Regions from separate parts of the Mus musculus genome. Here regions 1, 3, 4, 5, 6 and 7 are each linked to region 2. The links are chromatin contacts, called in public HiChIP or PLAC-seq, Micro-C and promoter capture Hi-C maps. All regions are on one chromosome and are shown on one strand. The core of a region is the stretch at or near the end of the contact, and the rest is flanking DNA. Distances in the headings are between cores, read along the strand shown.

Region 1 (2,907 bases), core at 257-2,756, 340 kb before region 2:
TCCTGCAGTACCGACTGCGTAAGGCTGAGCGCCGCAGCCTCCGCGCTGCCCAGACAGGCCAGGTTGATGGGGAACTCATCCGAGGTCTGGAACAGGACGTCAAGGTCAGTCTGGGGTCACTGCCAACCTTCACAGGTGCCCTCGTTGGGTGGTTGGATCATAAACCCCATTGGGGATCCAGGTTAGGCCTGTGGCTTACTGCTTGCCTTGAGCAAATTATCCTGCCTCTCTGGGCCTCAGTTTTTCCATCTTCAAAGTGGGGACCCCTGGTGGATCAACACATCCTCCAAACAGGATAGCCAGGAAATGGTATGACAAGAACCCTTCTGAAGCAGCAAGAGGCCGTTTCTTGTATGTCTGCTTTGTATGTGGCTTTGGCCTCTGAGTAGGCCCTACTTATGGTCCCTGCTCAGCACCACAGGCTTCTTATGGGAAGACTGCAGCTGAACCAGGATGGTTCAGAGCTGGGCTCCAGGATACTTGGGCTTTGAGGTTTTAATCAAGTCTTCTATATTTCAATGTCCTCATCTGCAAAATGGGTATAAGAACCTACAATCCAGAATATTAAAACCCTGGCTAAGACACCAGAGGGACTGACAGTGAGTAGCTATTATTACTGCATCCGTTTTCTGGAGGAGGGGGCTGGGCCTCAGAGGAGAGAAGCACCTATCCAGGGTCAAGACGTCAGGCCCATCCACCTCTCAGACCTCACTGCTGGAACCTGCTGCTTCTCTGCCTAAGGAGAAAGCCTGAATGGCGCCACTTAGGTCGGGGATGGAGGAGAGAAGTCCCCATTGCCAGTCTGTCTTATGTAAGCCCCCAAAATGTGGGGACCCTGAGCCAGCCTCCGCTCTCAGAACTCAGTCCAGTGTGAACAAGGAACTCAGGGTGCTGCGACCGGTACAGAACTGGGAGGAGCCTAGGAGTTCTGCAGGTAGCCCAAGGGGGAAGAGGGCGTGAGCCTGGGAAAGATCCAGGACTTCCTTGGGGAAAGATCCCAAGGGCCCCGGAGGGCAGGCAGGTGCTGAGCAAGCCACACACCTGCTGCTGGAAAGCCCTGAGAATCCAGCCCTGCAGGGCATTCAGAAAGGACACTGTTCATTCTGTGACCAGCGTTGAGACTCTATGCAAGCCTGTGAACCTGTGTGGAGCCAGTTTCCTTGACTGCACACTAAGATCTTGTTATCCAAAAAATCATAAACAAAACACGATTTAAAAAAAAAACAACCTAACAACTCCCCGGTTCCCTCATCGGTAGGAGACAGAGCAGGGAGGGAAAGAGCGGAGCGAGCCGTTCAGGCGAATCTGCGGTTGGGCCCTGGTCTTTGAATCTGGGAGGGACCCTAGACAAGCAAGACCGAGAAGAGAGGTGGGGAGCAGGCTGGTGGGCGGGGCCAGAGCAGCTGGGATGGGGGTGGGGCTCAGCCCTCCAGGAGGAGGGGAAGGGCCCCTTCTGTTAGGATTTGAACGAGCCAATCTGCATGCCCGCGCTGCTCCTGCCCACCCCCGCAGCTGCAACGCTGAGCTCATGTTCTGGCTCTGTCTTAGCGGGCCGCACAGTTTTGCCATCACCCTTCCTCCCAGTGTGCTGGGGATGTTAGAGGCAATTATGGAGGTCCTCAGAATGCTGACTTCCCTGTCTTCCCCTAGGCACCTCTCAACCAGGTGGAGAGGGACTGGGGGCGGGGACGGAGGTGGGGGGTATGCCTAGGGATTCCTCTCCTGCTCAGCAGGCTCCTTGGCCCTGTGCCCTGCAGGGCTTTTGAGCTCCGGTGGTTTTATTGAGCTGGTATGTTATTAGTGAGATTCCCCAGCCGCCACCCCAGAACAACCCTCCCAGGCTCCTTTTGCTGGTCCACACAGTTAACAAGATCTCCGACCCTCAACAGGGAGACCCGCTAGCATGAGGATGGTCTGGCCACTTTATGGCCGTGTGGGCTTGGGTAAGCTGCTTCAATCTCTGATCCTGTTTCCACTGTGGAACATGGAGATAAGTTTAGTATCCTATAGAGACTTTAAAAAAAAAACACACAAACAAACCTTTATTTACTATGTCTGTAGCTTTCTGCTTACATATATGCCTCAACACCAGAAGAGGCACCAGATTTCAGTACAGATGGTTGTGAGCCACCATGTGGTTGCTGGGAATTGAACTCAGGACCTCTGGTAGAGCAGCCAGTGCTCTTAACCGCTGAGCCATCTCTCCAGCCCCCTATAGAGACTTTCATGACTATAAAATGAAATTACAAAATAGAGTCCTGTGTGGTAGGCATGGCACCAATCATAGGAGCACGTGATGGGAGGAGCCTCGGCTGGGGGACTCTGGGATCCACTGCTTTTCCTGTAGAGAGCCCCAGAACATGTCAGTAACATGTACCCCATCCTTCTATAAGGATGCTCTGGCCTTGGCTCTGTGTCCTGGGTGACCTGCATCACTTCCTCCTTGGAGCCTCAGTTTCCCTCTGTCAAATGGCGTGACAACACCCATCATGTGATTTTTGAGTTTGGTCACACATGCCTCAGGATGCTTGCCTGGCCTGAGGTACTGCTTATGATTTCCATCTCTCTCCTTGAAGATCAGAGCCACAGGGTCGCACTGCAATCCCAGGTTCAGAGCCCAGAGACTGATCTACCCAGGAGCTGGGGGCCACCGCTGCTGCTGGCCTTTGGCAGGGACCAGCACTGTGAATAGTGACCTCATGGATGAGCACATTTGTTTGTGCTTTAGGCATTTGCTGTGTGTCCAAGGCTGCCTCTCCTCTTTGTCTCCCTGCTTATAACTTCGGGGCTCAATGAGACAGGCACACAAGGCCCTTCAGGCTCTTTGGACATAGAAAGTTGTGTTGGGACTTGCTGTTGACAGGCCATTGTTAATCATTGTAGTCCTTCAAGCTTGCCCTTCTTCGG
Region 2 (3,198 bases), core at 444-2,943:
CTCTGTTCACCTGCCCACTCAGGGTAGCTTGAAAAGTTCTGACCACAACCATATAGCCCAGCTGTCTAAGAAGCCACACCCCCTGCAAAATTTCATTACTCAAGTTGGCAAGAACGCAGCCCCCACCCCCAGCTGGGTCTAAATAAACGCCCAAGTGATATCACATCCTGCTGTCGGCTCCAAAATAGCCCAGGCCTGCCCACAAGCGATCACAAAGTGCCAGGCCATGCAGGGCCAAACCAGCAGGGATACCCAGCCCAGGGCGCACTCCACACACTTAAGCAACTCAAGCAGAAGCCTCAGGGCAGGAAGGCCCTTTCCCCCCAACCCCCTCGCCAGACAGCCTGGCCCCACCATCCTTGTTCCCCTGGTCCAGAGGCCCCACAGCCTCATTACCCCAGCGCCAGCCCCTGCCCCAGCGCCAACCCCATGGAGCCTCTGCCGCGGCCAGCCTGCGGGATGACTCCGCCCGGCCCGACCCGGACACCCCACCACTCACATTGCTTCAAGAGCTCCAGACACAAAGCCATGAGGGCCGGATGGGGGTCAGAGACCCAGAGACCCGGCAGAGACAGAAAAGGGAGAGGGAGTGACAAGGAGCAGAGAAAAGGGGCGACAGGGGATCGGGCAGAGAAGCAAAGGAGCAAGAGCCCCGGGCAGAGAAGGCTGAGGCAGGCGTTAGAGACAGCAATGAGACCACCGACACAGACGCGTGAAAGAAGCAGGGAGAGCAAGGGGGGTGGGGGGGACCGGGTCCAGAGAAGTGGGACGCTCGGAGAACAAGGAGAGACAGTGACAGCGACAGCGGACAAATCCAGGAAAGGCAGAGGTTCTTAAGTTAGGGAGCTGGGGAGACACTGGGGGTTCAAGGAGACCACTAAGGGATGTAAAAGGTTCTGATAGCTATGGGAGGCTCCGGAGAAGTGGGAAACCCTCCGGGAAATGCGGACTAGGTGGAGATAACCCCCAGGAAATCAGGGGCACATGCATCAAGAAGGACCCTCAAGATGTGTGGTAAGCTCAGGAAAGGCCTGGGGGAGTGGAGTGTGTTCTGAAGGAGAGGCCCCAAAAGATCTAGGGAGTCCAGAAGAATGGGGGTGCCAGAACCCGTGGCTGTAAGAGAGGAGAGGAGCGCTGGGAGAGGGGACCCGAGATCCTGGAGCGAGGGAGGGGCCGAGAGCGCGAGAGCAGAGACAAAGAGACAGCGAGCTAGGGAGAGACAAAGCGGGCTCAGCGGAGACACGGGCCCGAGGGCCAGTGGCCCGACAGAAGGACGGAAGCGCGGGCGAGCGGGCGGACGGACAGACGGACAGACGGGAAGACGGGGCAGGGCAGGGCCGGGCGGAGGCGGCGCCCGTCTCCTCGCGGGGCCGCGGCTGCTCCGGGTGGCGCTGGGCGGGCCCCGGGCGTCCGGGCTGAGGAGGCGGCGGCGGCGGCGGCGACGACGTGGGTCGGACAGACGGACGGAGTGACGGATGGACTGGCGGCAGCTGCGGCCAGCGGCGGGCACTCACCCTCCTCCCTCACGCGGCCCGGCCCGAGGCTCCGGTTTTGTACGCCCGAGAGGCGGGGCCTCCGGGTTAAAGCCCCGCGCCGGCCCCGCCCCTCGCGTCAGCCGCGCGCGCGTCGCCCGGGATTCCGGGGCCGCCAGGGGGCGCGCGCAAGCGGGACACAGCGCAAGCGCGCACGCGTACCGCGCGGCCCACGCCCTGGCCGGCCGGTCTTGAAAGGGAGTGCGCGCCCGCGCCAACTCGCGCATGCCCGAGTGAGGGGCTCCGCCCTCTCGAACCGCCCCGCCAAACCGGTTCCAGCTGGAACGCAATGCGTGGTCTGTACGGGAGTTGGAGTGGCCGTCCGTCCCTGCGGGCTCACCCTGGTGGCGACGCCTCGCTGTAGGTAGGGAAACTGAGGCTGAGGAGAGAGCCCACCGTGGGCTTTCTGTCCCGCACGCGGGTCCTAGCTACTCAGCCGCGCAGTTTCTAGTTGCCTCTTTGCCTCATCCCTTGCTGTGCTCCCAAGGGTCCTAAGGACGGGTTCAGTATCCCACTTGTGTGACCTTAGGTTAGATGCTTAACCTTTCTGTGCCTCTGTAAAATGTGACAACCGAGTGAGCCCCCTCCCCGCCCACAGACTGACAGTCCATTTACAGAAGGTTCTGCCAAGCACAGATCTTTGCTGCCTGGCAAGCCCGCTGGTTGCCTGCTTTCTGTACTGGGATCTGACAGAGGACTGTGGGAAATGAAGAAGGTAACACTGTTTCCAGTCTACCTTTTGCATTAAGACACAATAATGGCAAAAGCAACAAACTTACTTGATGCCAGCACTGTGCTAAGCACTCTAAAAGCAGGAGTTGGCTACACCATGCTATTCAGTTTCATTTGCTTTAGGTGAAAATACAAAGTAAATTCTTGAATGGCTATGACACCTCATGTGTTGCTGTGTCCTTTCGATTCAGTAACACTTCTTGCATAACCTTGGGCAAGTCCCCCTTTCTCTTTGGGATTCCCCAGTGCTGAGTATCCCCTGGAGAGAAACCAGGCAGAGACAGAATTTTCACCAGCAAGTCTTTGACCCTTTGATCCAGCTCACTCTCTTGAACAGAAGAACTAACTCACTGGCAGCTTCAATTTGGACTTCACCAAGTCTGAGACCTTGGTCCTAGAGGAATGTCAGCACCCTTCTCTGTTGGTCACCCCCCTCCCAGCCCCCCGCCTCAGGTCCTGTAAGGTGTGTATGGGGACGATTTTGTGACTGACTGAGTCCTTGCCCAAGTCAGGCTAGCATAGAGGAGCAGTTGGCTGACCCAGGCCTGAGGTGTAACACTGGCACATAGGCCTCAGACCCTCCTGCATGAGCCTGGGCTTCTAGGAGAGGGTAAAGGGTCCTTTCCAGATAGACTGGCAGCTGGTTTCCCCTTTGGGTCACCATTTTGGTAAATCCCTTGAAAACTTGAAGCCGGGCGTGGTGGTGCACGCCTTTAATCCCAGCACTTGGGAGGCAGAGGTAGGCGGATTTCTGAGTTCGAGGCCAGCCTGGTCTACAGAGTGAGTGCCAGGACAGCCAGGACTATACAGAGAAACCCTGTCTCGAAAAACCAAAAAAAAAAAAAAAAAAAGAAAGAAAGAAAGAAGGAAAGAAAGAAAAGAAAATTTGAACAGTGAAAAGCTGTGCATTCCTGCTTTTGTGTGTCAACTTGAC
Region 3 (3,023 bases), core at 71-2,570, 430 kb after region 2:
GCATTCCACACTGGATAGTTTTATCAGACCTACGGAACTCTGTGCTTCTTGTCAACAATGTCATGTGTGTTTCCCACTACATTTCAGATCAGACCTTCTGCTAGGTAAGCATCTTCAGACACATCCCTTACTGCTACGTTCAGAAGGACTGGCCACCAGGAGGGCTTGCAACAAAGGTGATCAGAGTCACCTAGCCATCAGCAAAGATTCATCAAGAGCACAGACATGGTGTCTTGAAAGTTGCTGTCTAAGGAAGCGATTACACGCTGCTCACATCCCAACTCCAGCAGTCTCTACCTGGAGGGTCTTGGCAAACATAGCAGGTGTATTTCTCAGGCACGTTTTCTTCCAGTAAGCCCATGCAGACCCCGTGCTGCCAGCACTGGCACTCTTCACACTGTGAAAATTAAAGAAGCAACACAAGTCAGAACACAGGAGGCACCTGAAGCAGGGCCACAGGGCTGAGAGGAGATGGGGAGTGCTCCCTTCTGACCTCCACCAACAAAGCTGTAGCCACACAATGACCTAGCTAGGTCACCACTGACCCCATGGAGGTCACACACAGTAAACAAATTAAGGTAAAGAGTCCTTAGTTCTTTAGTGCCAAGAGCCATTTCAGAAGTGCCCATGTGAGGCGATCACCTCTGTACAGACTACAGCACACACAGAGAATTTACTGTAAGGTGTGGCAGAATATGCCTGGAATCCCAGCACGTGAAAGGTAGAGACTTGAAGATAAGCTTAGCCAGACACAGTTACACTGTGAGACCAAAGCCAGCCTGGGATACTTTAGAACCTGTCTCACAAACAAAACACAAAGCAAAAATATAGATCAATTGAATACTCCGGCCTCTCAGCTTCTACTTCCTGGTAACTTTGTGGGGTTAAGGAAACCTGTTCCTACTCTTGAAATACATTACCTGTGTTATTTTGCACAATTCCAGATCACAACCCTAGGCCTCAGTTCCCCAAGTACAGATGGGTTACTGCTCCTGCCCACACCATGGGCTGTCTACTAGGAATCTGGGGTCACATGCACACACCCACTATGAACTCAGCACAAAGGTTCATGTTAACTTTCTATTATTAACAGACTTTGGCATCCTAGAGCAATCATGCGCTATTTCTTTGCATTTCCTCTTAAAACTTGCTGAAGGTTGCACAGGTGATCAATGGCACATGAGACAACATGAACTTAGCCAAGTGCCAAGACCAACTGCCTTCCCTGGTATTGGGAGCGCTGCCAGAGGGCCAGGAAGACACCAACTTTACTTGGGCTTATAAAATATTGTGGCCCCAACAAATAAGGAAGTTGGTAGCTCAGAAAGTAAGCAGAACTCTAAAATTAGTAGTCAGAAAATATATGCAAAGAAGAAAGATGAGAGGGAGGGGCTGGCCCTGCTAGGGATTTTTAAATATCACAAAGGCATAATCTCACAGAAGTGTGCTCTTCTGTCTCTGCTTCACCGAGAAAAGAGAGAACCCAGAAAGAGACACAAATGTACAGAAAGGCAGTAAATGAAGCAATATTTCAAAAAGGGAGGACACTGCCAGTAAACTGAAGCCACAGCCCTCACTCCACACCAAAATAAACTGCAGGAGGAGAAAACATGCATATAGTGCTTAAAAAACAAAACCTCTGAAGTCCTAGAAGCAACTCCAAGGTCTACACCTAGGAAACAAAGCCGGCATGGCAGCACGTGATTGTAACCTCAGCACTTAGGAACAAAAACAGAAAACACAGCAGGTTTGAGACCAAGTGGAACCAACAAGTGGGACCAAATGAGACTGGTTATTTCACTAGCTTGAAGCTAGAATCACCCGTGGAGAGGGACTGTCTAGATCAGGGTAGTTTCTGGTCTGTTTATTCAGGATTATTTTGGATGGGCTGAGTGGAAGACTTTCCTTTGGAGGTGGCACCGTTTCCTAGGCAGGGATCAGCCAAGCACAGCATGCAGGGGTGAATTAGCTCCACTCTTCTTCCTGACACTGAGGCAGTGGGAGGAGATGGCTTCACGTTCCTGCCACCATGCCCTCTGTGTCCTATGCACCCATCTAGAACTGTGGGCCACAGTAACTTCTCCCTTAAATTGCTTTTGCGAGGATATTTTATCATAACAGAGTAAGTAACTAAGAGACTCTGCCCCCTCCCCCAAACCATCAACAAAAGGATAAAAGACAGAAATGCAACTATGTACTATTAAATCAAGTCAACTTCAAATTTTGATGTCACATATATAGAACAAGAAAAGAAAAAAGCAAAAGAAGCCTAATAGCTATAGCCTATGCAAAGATGCACGGCTGGCGGCCAGTCCTTTTCCTGGGAACACCTGCGGCCAGCACAGATACATGCTTGCATGTGCAAACACACCATGTTGTAACAGAGGTGGACAGATTATAAAACCTGACTCCATTTCCTCCTTCAGGCTACCAGGGAAATGTATCTCAAAGAGAAGATAAACAAGACTGAATTGCCACTCCACAGCCTGAGTCCCTGTTGTCCAACTGTTCCCTGTGAGACCACAGGCTAGGCCTCCCCATGAGACGACAGGTTAGGCCTTCCCCTTTGGCCCCAATAATTTCTCATTCTATTAATAGGTATTTACAGTAGCCTAGAATTCCCAGAAATGGGAACCCAAAAGCAAGCTCAGTCTACCATTGTTAGTACTACACACACAGGGCTGTTCACACGGCTCACTTGCTGCTGACCTCACATTCTCTCTTAGGATCAGTCTGTCTTCCTCTAACCTGTGTTCTGGAAACTACTTGCCTGAATCATGAAGTCATTTTCCTCCTGCACTTCACAGATGCAGCGGACCACCTCAAAATCATAGCGGTCGTCGCCCTCAAGCTCCTCATCTGGGTTGGTGGTCACATCAACATCTTGACCATATTCCTCATCACTCCAAAGAAAGCTCTCGGAAGAGGACTCACTCAAATTATCCTCCTCTGGAAGCAAAGGGAAGCCAACGGTCAGTGCTCTAAACTCACTAATAACACTGTGCACCCCACACTGTTTCTGC
Region 4 (2,940 bases), core at 349-2,848, 310 kb before region 2:
GATTAAAGGTGTGTCCCACCACACCTTTAATCCCAGATGAAAGGCGTAGCCCAGATTAAAGGTGTGTTCCTTAAACTCCGAGATTCAATCTTCTGGAATCCATAGCCACTATGGCTCAAGATCTTCAAACCAAGATCTAGATAAGGATCTCCAAGCCTCCAGATAAGGGTCACTGGTGAGCCTTCCAATTCTGGATTGTAGTTCATTCCAAATATAGTCAAGTTGACAACCAGGAATAGCCACTACAATGCATTACACATGGATACACACATGCACCACACATGCATGCACATACATGCACATACACACACACGGGGAAGGGCAGAGATGGAGAAAGGAAGGAGAATGGGTGCCTATGGCTTTTGACAAACTGAACACTTCTCTCCCCTTTGGTGCTTTGGGCAGGGTCTTGCTATGTAACCCACGCTGGCCTCAAGCTCATGACTTCCTGTTTTGTAAGTAACATCTAGAATCATAAGAAGACTCTAGACATCTGTGTTCCCTACTAGTCTGCTGTCTGTCTGTCTGTCTATCTATCTATCTATCTATCTATCTATCTATCTATCTATCTATCTTGTGTGTGGGTATGTGCACATGGTATATAAGTCAGCGGACAGTTTATAGGAGTTGGTTCTCTCCTCCCACCATGTGGGTCCCAGGGATCAAACCCAGGTCCTGACGCTTGGCTGCAAGCACCTTTATCTGCTGAGCCATCTTGACAGCCCAAGAACAAATTAACTTCATTTAGCTCTAAATGCTTTTAAAACACAATTTCCCCCAGAAAATGGAGAATTTGGTTAGCTTTTTTAAAATGATCTTACTCCATAGTTACTGAAATCCACAAATAATCACAATTAAACTTCTGGGCAGCATTATTACATGAAGAAACAAAGAAAAGCAAGATCATTCTGTAGTTAACCACACCGACGTTCACCGTAGTTCTGTTACGTAACAACGCTCAAAGACAGCATCTGTGACGGAACATCTGGATGGAACTTAACACATACAGATCCACTAAACACATCTGAAACCTCATTTATCTTTTAAACTGCGTCTAAATTTGTAATTATAGACAGTGCCCTAGCTTGGGAGTGGCAAGCACCTATAGCCCCAGCTACCTGGGGGAGCTGAAGTAGGGGGATACCTTGAGCTCAGGAGTTTGCCACCAGCCTGTGAGACTCTACATCAGAAATAAGTAATCAATTACATTTAATCAGTTAATTTGATCAATTAAAGAGACTATGAACAACGTTGTGACTTACATTGAGTTTGCACAGGATTTTTCTTTTCTGCAGCTACGTTTGCAAGAGAGAAATGTTAAAATTATATTGGGAAGATTTGACACGTACTGTTTTGTGTAATTGTCCTGATGACCCGCTAGGCAAGGACAGTGCTGTGCCTCGTAGAGGTGACTCCCATCCAGTTTTCTGTTGACTCCTTACTGCTTCTGTTCTTTGACCACAGCCTGTGTCTTCTCCTTCCTCCTTGTCTGTCCCCTCCACCCTACCTCCCTCCTGCAGATCAAGGATCTTCAGCTGGTCCTGGCCGAGGCCCACGACAGCCTCCGGGGCTTGCAAGAGCAGCTGTCCCAGGAGCGGCAGCTCCGGAAGGAGGAGGCTGACAGCTTCAACCAGAAAATGGTCCAGGTGGGTTTGTACCACAGGTTTGTGTTTTTTGTTTTTTTACTGACTATAGCTTGTCTCAGAAGGGAAGGTAAAGGGGCCATGGGATAGCTCTTTGGTAGAACACTTGACCAGCGCGTGAGAAGCTCTGGGTTCTGTTCCCAGCATAGGAAGAAATCAAACACTACTAAAAAGAAGGGGACAACACTGGGGAAACCCAAGCTTCCCCACCCCTGCGCTCTGCCAGTTTGTGGTTGTCAGCAGCTACACTGAGCTGGAGCCAATCACATGGTAATAGTTTTCTGGGTGACGGTGAGCCTGCTTAATATTTCTGGGTCTTGCTTGGTTGTGTTTGTTTGAGAAAGGGTTTCTCCGTGTAGCCCTGGTTATCCACTTGATATGTTGACTGGGTTGATTTTAACTCACAGAAATCCTCCTGCTTCTGTCTCCCGGGTGCTGGGATTAAAGACATACAGCACCACGCCTGTCTCTGTTTCATGTCTTTTTTTAAAAAAATTTTTTTTAAAGAATTTTTACTTTTAATTACATGTAGATGTGTATGTAAATGTGCATGCCTGTGTAGGTATGTGTGTATGTATGTGTATATATATATATATATGCATGTTTGTGTAAGTGTATGTGCATAGATGCATGTCTGTGTAGGTGTCTGCAGAAACCAGAAGTGTCAGGTTTCCTTTGATCTGCCTAATGTGGGTGCTAGGAATTGAATCCGGGTCCTAGTACTCTTAACCACTGAGCCATTTCTCCAGCTCTTGTTTCATCTCTTGGCCTCAGTTTCCTGTCTGTGAAATGGTGCCCGTATCAAACCTGGCTGTGGATCAGATCTATAATAGCATTTCTTTCTTTAAAAAAAAAAGATTCATTTTATTTTATATATATGAGTACACTGTAGCGGTCTTCAGACACACCAGAAGAGGGCATCAGATCTCATTACAGATGGTGGTGAGCCACCGTGTGGGTGCTGGGAATTGAACACAGGACCTCTGGAAGAGCAGTCAGTGCTTTTAACCGCTGAGCCATCTCTCCAGCCCCTGTAATAACATTTCTTTTCTTTTCTTTTCTTTTCTTTTCTTTTCTTTTCTTTTCTTTTCTTTTCTTTTCTTTTCTTTTCTTTTCTTTTCTTTTCCTTTCTTTCTTTCTTTCTTTCTTTCTTTCTTTCTTTCTTTCTTTCTTTCTTTCTTTCTCTTCTTTCGAGACAGGGTTTCTCTGTGTAGCCCTGGCTGTCCTGGAACTCACTTTGTAGACCAGGCTGGCCTCGAACTCAGAAGTCCCCCTGCCTCTGCCTCCTGAGTGCTGG
Region 5 (3,118 bases), core at 149-2,648, 330 kb after region 2:
GTGTTTGTGTTTTCGTGCGTGTGCGTATGTGAGTGTGCGTTTTAACAGAAGCTAAAGGGGCTTTGGATTCCTTATAGTTACAGGCATCTTGTGCTTCCTGATGTAGGTGCTGGGATCCAAACTCTAGTCCACTGATAGAGCAAGCACTAACTGCTGAGCCATCTCTCCAGGCCCAAGGATAGTGTTGCCATTGGCATGTTTTGTGGGGCAGAAGAGTGCTTATTACACAGCCTTGGCCAACCTGGAACTTGCTGTGTGGTTTGATCATAGTCAGTCGGATAACTGAGAGAGTGACTAACTGACCAGTGAGTGGAAGCAGTAAACAACAGCACACATTACATCCTGGAAGGATGGTATGGGGCATCATGGACTATGGGCAATGTAAAACGTACACAGTGACTATTTGGGAAATTATCCACTTAGTGTTTCTGGGAAGCAGTTCACCTCTGGGTAGCTGAAACGAAAAAGGGAACCCAGGGTCAGGAGAACTACTGTATACCATACGTCACCATCTGCTGTAAGGGCTCTCATCTCTGACCTTGTCCCTGATTCCGCTGACTTTCATGGCACATCTCAAAGCCCTTCAGTGGCTCTCATTTCTGTCTTGTATTCATTGACCAGATCCAACCCTCCTCTCTTCCCTGGCCTTAGCTCTTTGTGGAGCAGGTAAGGCCTATGTGGTCCATTTCATAGCCTGTTAACTGTTTGCTGTTCTCTTCTGTTAGGGAGGCTCTTTACACACACTCTGTGAGACTATGTTATCCCTTGCCTCCTTCAAGACTTTGTTCCAGGGGACTGGAGAGATGGCTCAGCTCAGCTGTCTATAATTCCAGTTCCAGGGCATCTAAAACTTTTACACAGACACAGATAGACAGAAACAGACAGGCAGGCAGACAGACAGACACACGCACACACACACACACCACCGTGGACAGAAACTGTGAGAGGGGTGATGTGGGGGGAGGGGTCCGATTTGCCTTCTTAGCCTCATGGAATAATAAATTCTATGGGGTTGTATTTGAGTAGATAAGAGGCAAGCAGTTCACTATCTTACTAGGTAATTAGTTTATAACACCACTTCTAGTGAGACTAGTGTAGTACTTCAGGCCCTTAGGCGTTTGCCTATAATTATTTTTATAATGTATCACAAATTGCTGGGACTGCTAGTGTGGGCTTTTTCTTTTTTTCTTTTTCACTTTTGGCCTTTTATTCTCCCCTTGGCCTTCTAGTCTCTACAAAAGATGTAAAGAGACTTAAAGAAAAAAAGACCCCCGCCCCCAACCCCAGGCTCCCCCCCCCCCCCCCCCCCCCCGCTCCCGGCCGGAACCTTGCAGTTGGGGAAACGTTAGCTCTCCGGTGGTGTTTTTGCGGGCTTCCGGTGCCGCTCCAGCCTGGGCGAGAAGAATTGCCAAGTCAGTTCCGGCAGAGAGCGCAGCGAGCTCGGGAGTGTGGCCTTCTTCGCCCCGGGCCCCTCACGGCCTCGGCCCGCGCCGGGTGAGCCCGAGGGGCCCGGGAGCAGCCTCGGTCCCTACTCTGCGGACGCCAGGAGCCCTCGCCCTCGAGGCAGCCACCGGCTAGGCCACGCGGCCATTCCGCAGCGACTCTTGCCCTGCCAACGATGCGCCTGCATGGCGGCGGCCTCCCCGACTCCACCGGCGCCCTCTCTCCAGGGCCGGGCCCACCGAGGAGTCCCAGCCAGGCCTTCGAGGACGCCTCGAAAGTGGCGGCGAGCGTGGCATGACGGGAAGAATGGCATCCACCTGAAGGCCAAGGCTGGGCCTTCGGGGCTTCTGCGGCCTAAGGCGGCGGGTCTGAGCAAGAACACTCTGCCATCGCCGGCTCGGGACGGGAGGCCCACCCGTGGCCGAGCACGCAGACCTGGATGAACCGAGGCCTCGATGGGCCTGGACGAAGGTGAGCGGGGCCCCGAATCACGGCGAGAGGAACGATCGATTCTTGGGCCGCGGGTCTTCCCTCCACCCGAGAGAAGCCGAGACGCGACAACCGCAGGCGGCCATTCGGAAACGCTGTCGCCGTAGAAGTCCTGTGTATATAATATGAAAAAGCTGCTCTCAACCTTTCCCCCGACCCTTTTTAGACTTCTGGCTAAATCTGGACGTCTAACTGTAGAGATTGCCGACGCAGGGTAAAGGAGAGGTAGGAGATGACGTGAATACCCAGTCGCCATAAAAAGAAGATCGTGGACACGTCTTCTGCAAGTGATTTTGAAATGGAATTGTTTAGGCCGCCTCTAGAAAGACCCAGGAGCGACACTCGTCCCTGTTTGTTCAGTACCTTAGAGGATCCAGCAGGAGGAAGAAGAGGCCCGGAGCCAGATTGGTCGTGTGAAGAAGACGTGTCTCTCTTTTTTATCCTATTGTATTGTGTATGCATTTTAGTCCTCATTTCTTACCCCCCACACCATGTTTGCGTGTGTGCCTGTGTGTGTGTATTTGAGTGTGTTTGAAAATGCCAGGTTTTGGGGGTAATGTCTTTCTAGCTGCTCTGAAGTGCCTGCCATATTTTATAAGTAGTAAACATGCTGTAAATACCTTTTTGTTAGGATTCATTTGAATTATTGTTTGGAGAAGAAAAGCCAAACCTCTCCTGAGTTGACCGCATTGTGTTTGTGCCCTGGTTCCCAGAAGGAAATCCAGAGCTCTAAGCTACTGTGGTCCGTGAGTGGAAAGGAACCACTATCTCCCACTATCCCATTTTGTTTGGCTTTTCTTTGTACATAGTGTATGTAAAGGACAAAGGGGTCCTAATTTACAACATCTAGTCACTCTAGATGTTAAAGAGGTTGCCAGTGTATGACAAAGTAGAGTTAGTAGAACAACACTTTTTTTTTTTTTTTTTTTTACATTTTGTGTTAAAGTTGTAATTACTCTTGTTACGTGTGCCATTTACTGACTGCTGTGTATATAGTGGACAACAGTCCTTACTTGAAACATCTGGTCTATCTAGATGTTTAGAAGTGCCCAACGTATGTTAAATGTAGAGGTAGTGAAATATCACTTTGTAAATATCTTTTTGCAAACACTCATGAGTCGTTGTCTTTGGGGAGTGGGGTGATGAGCCCTCTGAGCAGTACTGTCTTTACTTGCTCCGGGGTTTG
Region 6 (3,270 bases), core at 557-3,056, 410 kb before region 2:
ATCTATGCCAGTCCTGTGGCTTTCCTTTTGGACAAAAGCCAACTCCTTTGGGATTCTAGTGTAGACAGGGGGCCAGCAGCTCTCCAGGACTCCTCCAGGACTCCAGTGCCAGGCTGGGACTATTATGACAGACAACCAGCCTCCTGGACCCAACAGTTACCACATTCTTGGCCTTTTCCAGAGTCTCACAGCCATTGTTGGACTACATGAACTAAATCCTGTATAAATCCCTTTTAAACACACACATAAATATTTACTCTAACATTTCTGTTCCTTTAGAGAGTACTGACTAAGGCAGATTTAGTAAGAGCATGGTCTTTTGCAGGAAGCCCAGTCTCTGTTGTTTCTTAGCTCCCAGCTTTTTTTTTTTTTAAGATTTATTTATTTATTTTATGTATATGACCATACTGTCCTTGACACAACACAAGAGGGCATAGGATCCAATTACAGATGATTGTGAGCCACCATATGGTTGCTGGGAATTGAACTCATGACCTTTGGAAGGACTGTCAGTGCTCTTAACCACTGAGCCATCTCTCCAGCCCTCTCTCCCAGCTTTTATACTTCACTTTCCTACATCTGAAATTCGTTAAATGAATGTTTGTAAAGCCTTTAGAACAGGGCCCTGATCACATCAGCACTGTTTGCTAAGAATATTTTGGTTCATCCGATTTCTAGTTTGTCTGTTGTTTGTTTGTTGCTGGGTAATGAACATCGGGCCTCGAGCTTGTTTTGTTTTTGGTTTTGTTTTTTCGAGACAGGGATTCACTGTGTAGCCCTGGCTGTCCTGGAACTCACTTTGTAGACCAGGCTAGCCTCAAACTCAGAAATCAGCCTGCCTCTGCCTCCCAAATGCTGGGATTAAAGGCGTGCGCCACCACACCCGGCTCTCAAGCTTGTATTTTATGCCTAAGCATCACTTACAGCTGTCGGGCTCACCACTAAACATCTCATTTGTACTGCCTGACGTTAAAATACCTAGATGTGTATGTGTCTTGGTTTCTGAAGAGGTGTCGTAAATTAGTGGTCGTTGTACTAGTAATGGGTGGATAAAGATTTATGGGGAAGTTTGGGGTCTGTCCCAAAATGGCTTAACGCCAAAAAAAAAAAAAAAAAAAAAAAAAAAAAAGAAAGCCTGCTATTTGGACACTGACTAGTAATTAGTAAAAATACTGTCTATTTGGAAATAATAGGGCGGTCTGCTGCCAACTAACTGTGAATGTGGAATCTAACAGGACAGTCCGACAACCAGCTGGCAATCACTTCAGGGTTTTCCAGTTGGGCCAGTCCCTTGTTTTCTGCTCTGGGATAGGAGTGGCAGCTTTGTTGCCTTATAGGGTTTTTTTGTTTTTTGTTTTTAATTTTATTTTAACAAGTTTACAGCTTGGGGTGTTTGAAACCTGGCAAAACGTATTTGTTTCAGGAAGATACCTGCAGTTCACCAGAAGACCTTTTTAATCTGGAGCGTGGTGAACCTTCCTTAGCCCCAGATGCCCTCTTTGGCCTTGTCCTCACTAAAGTCTCCACTCTTAACCACAACTCAGTTTTGCTTTTCTAATAACACCACCCTTTCGGAGAAACACAAGGGCGGAGTTGAGGGCGATCGCGTAGGCATTGCGCTTGCGCAATGGGCCGGGCGCGAGCGCCCCGGGGAGGCCACGCTCCCAGGGCTGATGTCCGGGGCGCCTGCGCAGTAGGCCTGGAGGCTGGCAAAACTGAATGGACTCACTTTTGGGGTGTGGTGTCAGTGCGGCTGCGCGCGAGCCGGTGCCGCGGTACTTAACTTCGCAGCCCCGGGTGTCGGAGGTAGCCATGCAGAGCGCACCCTTGGAGCAGCCAGCTAAGCGACCCCGCTGCGATGGCAGCCCAAGGACGCCACCGAGCACTCCTCCTGCAACAGCTAATCTGTCTGCAGACGACGACTTCCAAAACACCGACCTCCGAACCTGGGAACCGGAGGACGTGTGCTCCTTCTTAGAGAATCGTGGTTTCCGAGAGAAGAAAGTGCTGGACATCTTCAGAGGTAGCGGGCCTGAGGGACGAAGGATGGCCACCGTGGGGCCGAGCAGGGAGAGTCCACATGGGAGGCATCCTAAGGGGGAGGTCTCTGGGGGAAGCGGCTGGCGGGAACCCGCCGCTGGAGAAGGAGGCGCCCTGTCGGGATGCGAACACACGGGCTACCCGAGGTGGGCACAGGTGAAGTGCAAGCCCATCGGTTCACTCTGGGCGGCGAACCTAGTAGAGGCCCAGGGAGGTTTGGTAGAAGGGTCTTTTCGGGAACTTGTCACTTCTGCCAGGAGCGATCCCCGCCCTTCTTAGAAGATTTTACCCCAGACCTCCGGCTGTGGCTTGCGGTCTTTCAGGCTCACCTGGCTTGGGAGACCCTTTTGTGCTAACCGCAGCTCCCGGAACACTTGGCCCCATGAGAGATTTTGAGCGCTTTTAAGTTTAACTCTGAAGCTGGTCCCGGAATTTGGGGTTTTCCTTAAAGGGGAGGGAAGGTGCTTAATCTCTGGATTCTCACTGACTATCATAATAGCCTAGTAGGGTTCAGTATGTGCTCATTGTATTTGCAGAGTGCTACTAAGGGAATTTCTCTTCCAACATAAGAGCAAGTTATTCACTGAAACCCCAACATTCCACAACTTGGCCACTCAAGAATTTTAAGAATTTTAAGGGATGCTTCTGGTTCTTGGTCTTGCTCCCGTCAACACTTTGAATCTGCTCAACTTTTTTTTTTTTTTTTTTTTTTTTTTTTCTTGGTTGGTGGCTGTGAAGCTTAACCCCTTGCATGATCGATCCCCGGAGGTGTTCGCTTGGAAAGTGGCCCCTCCGTGGTTATGATTTTCAAATTCAGTGAACTTTACTTCTTGTGGGGTGGAGCCCCTTGTGCCTAACTGAAGGACTGACTTTAAGAAAGCTTTAAAAGGGGTTGCGGATTTAGCTCAGTGGTAGAGTGCTTAGCAAGCGCAAGGCCCTGGGTGCGGTCCTCAGCTCTGGGGGAAAAAAAAAAAAGAAAGAAAGCTTAAAAATAGGAACTCACGTTTCTCTTTTTCTCTCCCTCTACAGAAGAGTAACTTTGGGGGTGGGGGTGGGGTAAGACAGGGCCTGTCTTATGTAGTCTCTATAGACCAGCCTAGCCTCGAACTCAGAGATCCACCTGCCTCTGACTCCTGAGTACTGGGATTAAAAGTGTAGGCCACCACACCTGGCAAGATTTCATTTTAACTATATATATATAGTTATATATATAGTTATATATATATAGTT
Region 7 (3,389 bases), core at 501-3,000, 300 kb after region 2:
GCCCCTCCCACTCCTGCACTGTCCACTCCCGTTTACACTCCCTGCACTCTCCCTCTCCACTCCAAAGCCCGCACCCTTATCCTTGTACACAAGCCAACCAGCAAGGAGTGAAGTTAGAGAGAAGAGCCAGGAGAAGGAAGGCTGGGCTTGCACGTCCTCCTTCCTTCCCTCTGTAAGATTCTCAGCCTCTCTAGATCCTTGTCAAACCTAGTCTACCTACATTTCAGTACCAGTATCTGAACCCGGCAGACAGTGACTAAATCCGCAAACTTCCCTGTAATCTTGTTTTTCAAATATAGGGGGCTTTCTATTCTGTTCCAGTTAGCAGCAAAATGGCACTTCTCTTACTGTCCCCATCCTGGCTCGCCAATACACAAACAGCTTACACACTCATAAAAAAAAAAAACAAACCAGATATACCAGAACTTATCAAAACAAATGCACATATACATCCAGAGATATTTTGTTTATTCTTCATCAGTAAAATGTACAAATGCACCTAAATGCACAAGAAATATACAGGGAGAATGCACACACTCACCCAGACTAGACATGCATGCAGTGCCCAAAACATGGGGGAAGAGATACAGAAACACATCTCTCTCAAAGTATGAAGACCTTCTGAGAGGGGATTCCTTGGAGTGGGGCGCTGGCCATTTAAGATAGTGATCAGTTTTACTAGTCTTTGTAGGGTACCTAGGCTGCTGCCCTTCCGAACAGTGTCCAGGGTGAGGGTGGAGGGTACCTAACCAGGCTGGGCTGTAGCTGGCCAGGGTGATGGTCGTTACACAGCAAGGAAACATATCACAGAACCCCGCTGAGGGGCCTCTGTTGCTTCTACCCACACCCATGCCTGCGCACAGACACACCCTCTTCACACCTAATCCCCCACCCCACCCCTCACAAACACACACCCGGGATTTGAGCAGGCCACGCCCTCTGCTTCAGCTCAGCTGGGAGCCAGGCTCCACTGGCAGTAGGGCTCTCCCGTACCCCGGGTGTGGCTGCCCACCTGCCAGCAGGGAGTCTCCACTCAGCTAAGACGCCCCCGCCGCTGCTGCTACCCACTTCCTCGGCCAGTGCCGGGCTCCGGGCGACGCCAGCGCCTCGGCTGCCGCCCCCACCCCCTTCCTCCCGGCAGTGCGGAGACAAAGCCGAGCACACGCACACAGGGGCTACGCGGGTGCACACCCGCCCTCACACGCGCACACACACGGGGAGTCACACTGGCGTGCACACAGCGAAACACACACACACGAACACTCACATACACCCGCCATAGGCTTCAGCCACAAGCGAAGCCATCATCAGCATAGGCACACTGCCTCATCCAGATGTACACACTGTTACACATTGGGACACACCCTCTCTAGGCACATCTCCGGATAAGCAAACCAGGGCACACAGACCCTTACCAGATTAGTACACCACCCAGCCCCTTACTCAGATGCACACGCACGTACACACCACTTGCACCGACCCACAGACACACGCGCGTTCACATTAAACGCACACCCGGAGATGTGGACCCCGACACGTACCCGCAAAGACACGAATCGTAGCTTCGGCCACGCACGTCCTCCAGCACGCGAGCTCGGGACGTAGCAACAGCCTGCTCGGTCTCCGCGCCCTGCTAACCTGGCGGCGGCGGCGCGGCTTCCGGGAGCCGTCTGTCTGTCTGTCTCTGAGTCCCTTCGTCCAGTGGCCGCCCAGGCAGGCTCCAAGACGCTCCGGAGCTGCGCAGAAATGCCCCGCTCGCTCTCTCGCTCGCTCGCTCGTTCGCTCCCTCCCACGGCGCTCAGCCCCCTCCCCGCCCGCTCCGCACACCCCCTCTCCCCCTCTGCCCCGCCCCGCCAGCTCCCTGGGAGGAGGCGGCGGCGATCCGGGCCAGGCAGCGTCCGAAGGGTGTGCGAGTAGCGAGCGCGACCCACTGGCCCCAAGAGCCGAGCTGCCCAGGAGCAGGCGCGTCCGATCCCAGGGAGGGGAACTCGGAGGGGTGTGCGCCCCGCGAGCCCGCGCCGCTGGCTTCCCCCACGTGGGACAGACGCCCACCAGAGCCTAGGCAGAGCTCAGAGGCCGAGGCGAGCAGCGGGACCACGAAGACGAGACTCTCCACGGAGCCTCCTCTCCCTCCAGGTCCCAGCCCCGTGGGCTCGGCCTTACTCCACCTCCTAGAGAGTCGCCACCGGCACCAAGTCTGCTTCACCTCGCCTTTGACTGAGAGCTTGGCGTTCAGGCCGGTAGCCTGGGCTAACCTGGGGGACCAGCAGCACCACTGGCCTCCACTCCCTCCAGCAGGGACCTGGCCGACGCCCACTACCCTTCAGCCTCCCTCCTATTGTTCGGGCGGCCTAAGCTGCGGAGCTGTGGAGGACCACGCAGCTCTTTCCAACCAGTCTGAGGTGGCAGTCCTTTGGCACTCTTTGGAAGCAAGGGCCGAGCCCCTGGTCCCAAGACCCTGGGGACCCACAGGCCCAAGCATGCCCAAAGTCAAGCGTTTCTCTGAATTATGATTATATCCGCCCTGGACCTTACAGGCTCCTGCCGGAAGGTACTGCTTTGAACACACACGTAAAGCTAAGCATAGGAAAAGGACAAAGTAACGAAAACAGTGAACCTAGAATAGTATCCATAGAAGGTAGGGCGTCTATGGGGTTAGCTGAAGAAACTGAGCTTGGGTTCCCAGAGCAAGGGCCAGACCTCAGAAGGCCAGGAATACCAAGCCTCCTTTGTTAGACTTTGAAGGGAAGAAAAGGAAGAAGTAAATGTAAGAACTTACCGGGTTTTATTAGAGGCCTCTGCATGGGTAACAACCTAGGCAAATGACTCCAAAATGTAAACACCTTCACCTCTTGTGACCTTACCTTATCTTAAGTGGTAGCTGGGATCCACCTGAGTCTGCCCCAGGTAGCACAGAATCAAAGGCTAGGCCAGTAATTCTGGTTCTTCACTGCGGTCCCATCTCCTCCTCCCCACCCCCACCACTCTGCTACAGGATGCTAAGAGCAGATTGGAATCAAACAGCTGAATAGATAAATCCAGAAGGGGAGGCCTGGTTTGGACCTCCAGGGACATTGATAAACTGAGAGGACAAAACTAAGGAAACCAAGGCCCTACCTAAGACAGGACTCAGCAGTGCTCACTCAGCCGCTCCACTGCATGGAAGAAATACTTCCATGTCTCATTTCATCTGTACAGTTGCAACAGACGGTAGCCGTGAGCACAAAGTCACTAAGGAGCTTGGAAAGGGGCAGAGGCAGGATCCTGGACGTTGATTTTGAACTCCCATATTTAGCCATCAGGCCAGCCCTGAATGTGAGGTGGCAGTAATTGACCTACTCCAGTCAGCACCCACCATGACAGGATTCTGTTTATGGGTGTTTTCTGTC

The links. Promoter capture Hi-C pulls out the DNA fragments that hold promoters and counts their contacts. Hi-C and Micro-C count contacts between places; a contact is called where the count stands out from the background. HiChIP or PLAC-seq counts read pairs in DNA pulled down with a chosen protein or histone mark. Capture Hi-C pulls out chosen DNA fragments and counts their contacts.
Region 1: an H3K27ac HiChIP or PLAC-seq map of microglia shows a contact between it and region 2, with 6 times the contacts expected there. The contact joins the enhancer-like site here to the promoter of 4930405A21Rik in region 2. A contact is called at or near these places in 1 of 15 datasets of contacts at CTCF or cohesin (the NIH/3T3 cell line), 1 of 484 Hi-C or Micro-C datasets (the G1E-ER4 cell line) and 12 of 115 datasets of contacts at active chromatin or transcription factors (acute myeloid leukemia, bone marrow-derived dendritic cells, bone marrow-derived macrophages and 7 more).
Region 3: an H3K4me3 HiChIP or PLAC-seq map of bone marrow-derived macrophages shows a contact between it and region 2, with 3 times the contacts expected there. The contact joins the enhancer-like site here to the promoter of 4930405A21Rik in region 2. A contact is called at or near these places in 2 of 39 promoter capture datasets (the SN4741 cell line and embryonic stem cells), 4 of 484 Hi-C or Micro-C datasets (the N1E-115 cell line, cerebellar granule neurons and group 2 innate lymphoid cells), 9 of 115 datasets of contacts at active chromatin or transcription factors (acute myeloid leukemia, bone marrow-derived macrophages, embryonic basal ganglia and 6 more) and 1 of 9 other capture datasets (liver).
Region 4: a Micro-C map of the G1E-ER4 cell line shows a contact between it and region 2, with 2.5 times the contacts expected there. The contact joins the enhancer-like site here to the promoter of 4930405A21Rik in region 2. A contact is called at or near these places in 2 of 15 datasets of contacts at CTCF or cohesin (the NIH/3T3 cell line and large pre-B cells), 4 of 484 Hi-C or Micro-C datasets (the G1E-ER4 cell line and erythroblasts) and 7 of 115 datasets of contacts at active chromatin or transcription factors (acute myeloid leukemia, bone marrow-derived macrophages, embryonic midbrain and 2 more).
Region 5: a contact with region 2 is called in a promoter capture Hi-C map of embryonic stem cells, with 5 times the contacts expected there. The contact joins the promoter of Norad here to the promoter of 4930405A21Rik in region 2. A contact is called at or near these places in 8 of 39 promoter capture datasets (cranial neural crest, embryonic stem cells, pre-B cells and 2 more), 1 of 484 Hi-C or Micro-C datasets (colorectal tumor organoids), 8 of 115 datasets of contacts at active chromatin or transcription factors (bone marrow-derived dendritic cells, embryonic hindbrain, embryonic stem cells and 3 more) and 1 of 9 other capture datasets (embryonic stem cells).
Region 6: a promoter capture Hi-C map of adipose tissue shows a contact between it and region 2. The contact joins the promoter of Samhd1 here to the promoter of 4930405A21Rik in region 2. A contact is called at or near these places in 14 of 39 promoter capture datasets (the 3T3-L1 cell line, 3T3-L1-derived adipocytes, the C10 cell line and 9 more), 2 of 484 Hi-C or Micro-C datasets (CD8 T cells and uterus), 8 of 115 datasets of contacts at active chromatin or transcription factors (the NIH/3T3 cell line, bone marrow-derived dendritic cells, effector CD8 T cells and 5 more) and 2 of 9 other capture datasets (adipose tissue and liver).
Region 7: a contact with region 2 is called in an H3K4me3 HiChIP or PLAC-seq map of embryonic stem cells, with 17 read pairs. The contact joins the promoter of Epb41l1 here to the promoter of 4930405A21Rik in region 2. A contact is called at or near these places in 8 of 39 promoter capture datasets (the 3T3-L1 cell line, cranial neural crest, embryonic stem cells and 4 more), 3 of 484 Hi-C or Micro-C datasets (the C2C12 cell line, cortical neurons and embryonic fibroblasts), 11 of 115 datasets of contacts at active chromatin or transcription factors (bone marrow-derived macrophages, embryonic forebrain, embryonic stem cells and 3 more) and 1 of 9 other capture datasets (embryonic stem cells).

What each region holds. Positions count from the first base shown.
Region 1 is chr2:157,057,385-157,060,291 of GRCm38.p6, reverse strand. It overlaps Soga1 (suppressor of glucose, autophagy associated 1), which reads left to right. Exons shown (of 15, transcript NM_001164663.1): 2 at 1-104. Among named protein-coding and RNA genes, the nearest start is that of Soga1, 20 kb to the left of the region's middle. Within about 2 kb of position 1,506, at least 137 of the 459 cell types and tissues checked have an H3K27ac peak or open chromatin away from gene starts, as enhancers often do. A contact at or near this core is called in embryonic forebrain, embryonic stem cells, microglia and 1 more, where this site is marked.
Region 2 is chr2:156,719,404-156,722,601 of GRCm38.p6, reverse strand. It overlaps 4930405A21Rik (RIKEN cDNA 4930405A21 gene), which reads left to right and starts at 1,693. Exons shown (of 4, transcript NR_040505.1): 1 at 1,693-1,896. All of the region lies in intron 7 of Dlgap4 (DLG associated protein 4), which reads right to left.
Region 3 is chr2:156,294,023-156,297,045 of GRCm38.p6, reverse strand. Phf20 (PHD finger protein 20) reads right to left here. Exons shown (of 18, transcript NM_172674.2): 13 at 2,771-2,949; 14 at 298-397. Among named protein-coding and RNA genes, the nearest start is that of Cnbd2, 17 kb to the left of the region's middle. Within about 2 kb of position 1,320, at least 53 of the 459 cell types and tissues checked have an H3K27ac peak or open chromatin away from gene starts, as enhancers often do. A contact at or near this core is called in bone marrow-derived macrophages, where this site is marked.
Region 4 is chr2:157,031,964-157,034,903 of GRCm38.p6, reverse strand. It overlaps Soga1 (suppressor of glucose, autophagy associated 1), which reads left to right. Exons shown (of 15, transcript NM_001164663.1): 7 at 1,521-1,646. Among named protein-coding and RNA genes, the nearest start is that of Dsn1, 26 kb to the right of the region's middle. Within about 2 kb of position 1,598, at least 1 of the 459 cell types and tissues checked has an H3K27ac peak or open chromatin away from gene starts, as enhancers often do. A contact at or near this core is called in the G1E-ER4 cell line, where this site is marked.
Region 5 is chr2:156,391,259-156,394,376 of GRCm38.p6, reverse strand. It overlaps Norad (non-coding RNA activated by DNA damage), which reads left to right and starts at 1,398. Exons shown (of 1, transcript NR_024329.1): 1 at 1,398-3,118. All of the region lies in intron 2 of Gm14170 (a long non-coding RNA gene), which reads left to right.
Region 6 is chr2:157,133,632-157,136,901 of GRCm38.p6, reverse strand. It overlaps Samhd1 (SAM domain and HD domain, 1), which reads left to right and starts at 1,806. Exons shown (of 16, transcript NM_018851.4): 1 at 1,806-2,023. The coding sequence starts at 1,813.
Region 7 is chr2:156,419,452-156,422,840 of GRCm38.p6, reverse strand. It overlaps Epb41l1 (erythrocyte membrane protein band 4.1 like 1), which reads right to left and starts at 1,750. Exons shown (of 25, transcript NM_001368800.1): 1 at 1,542-1,750.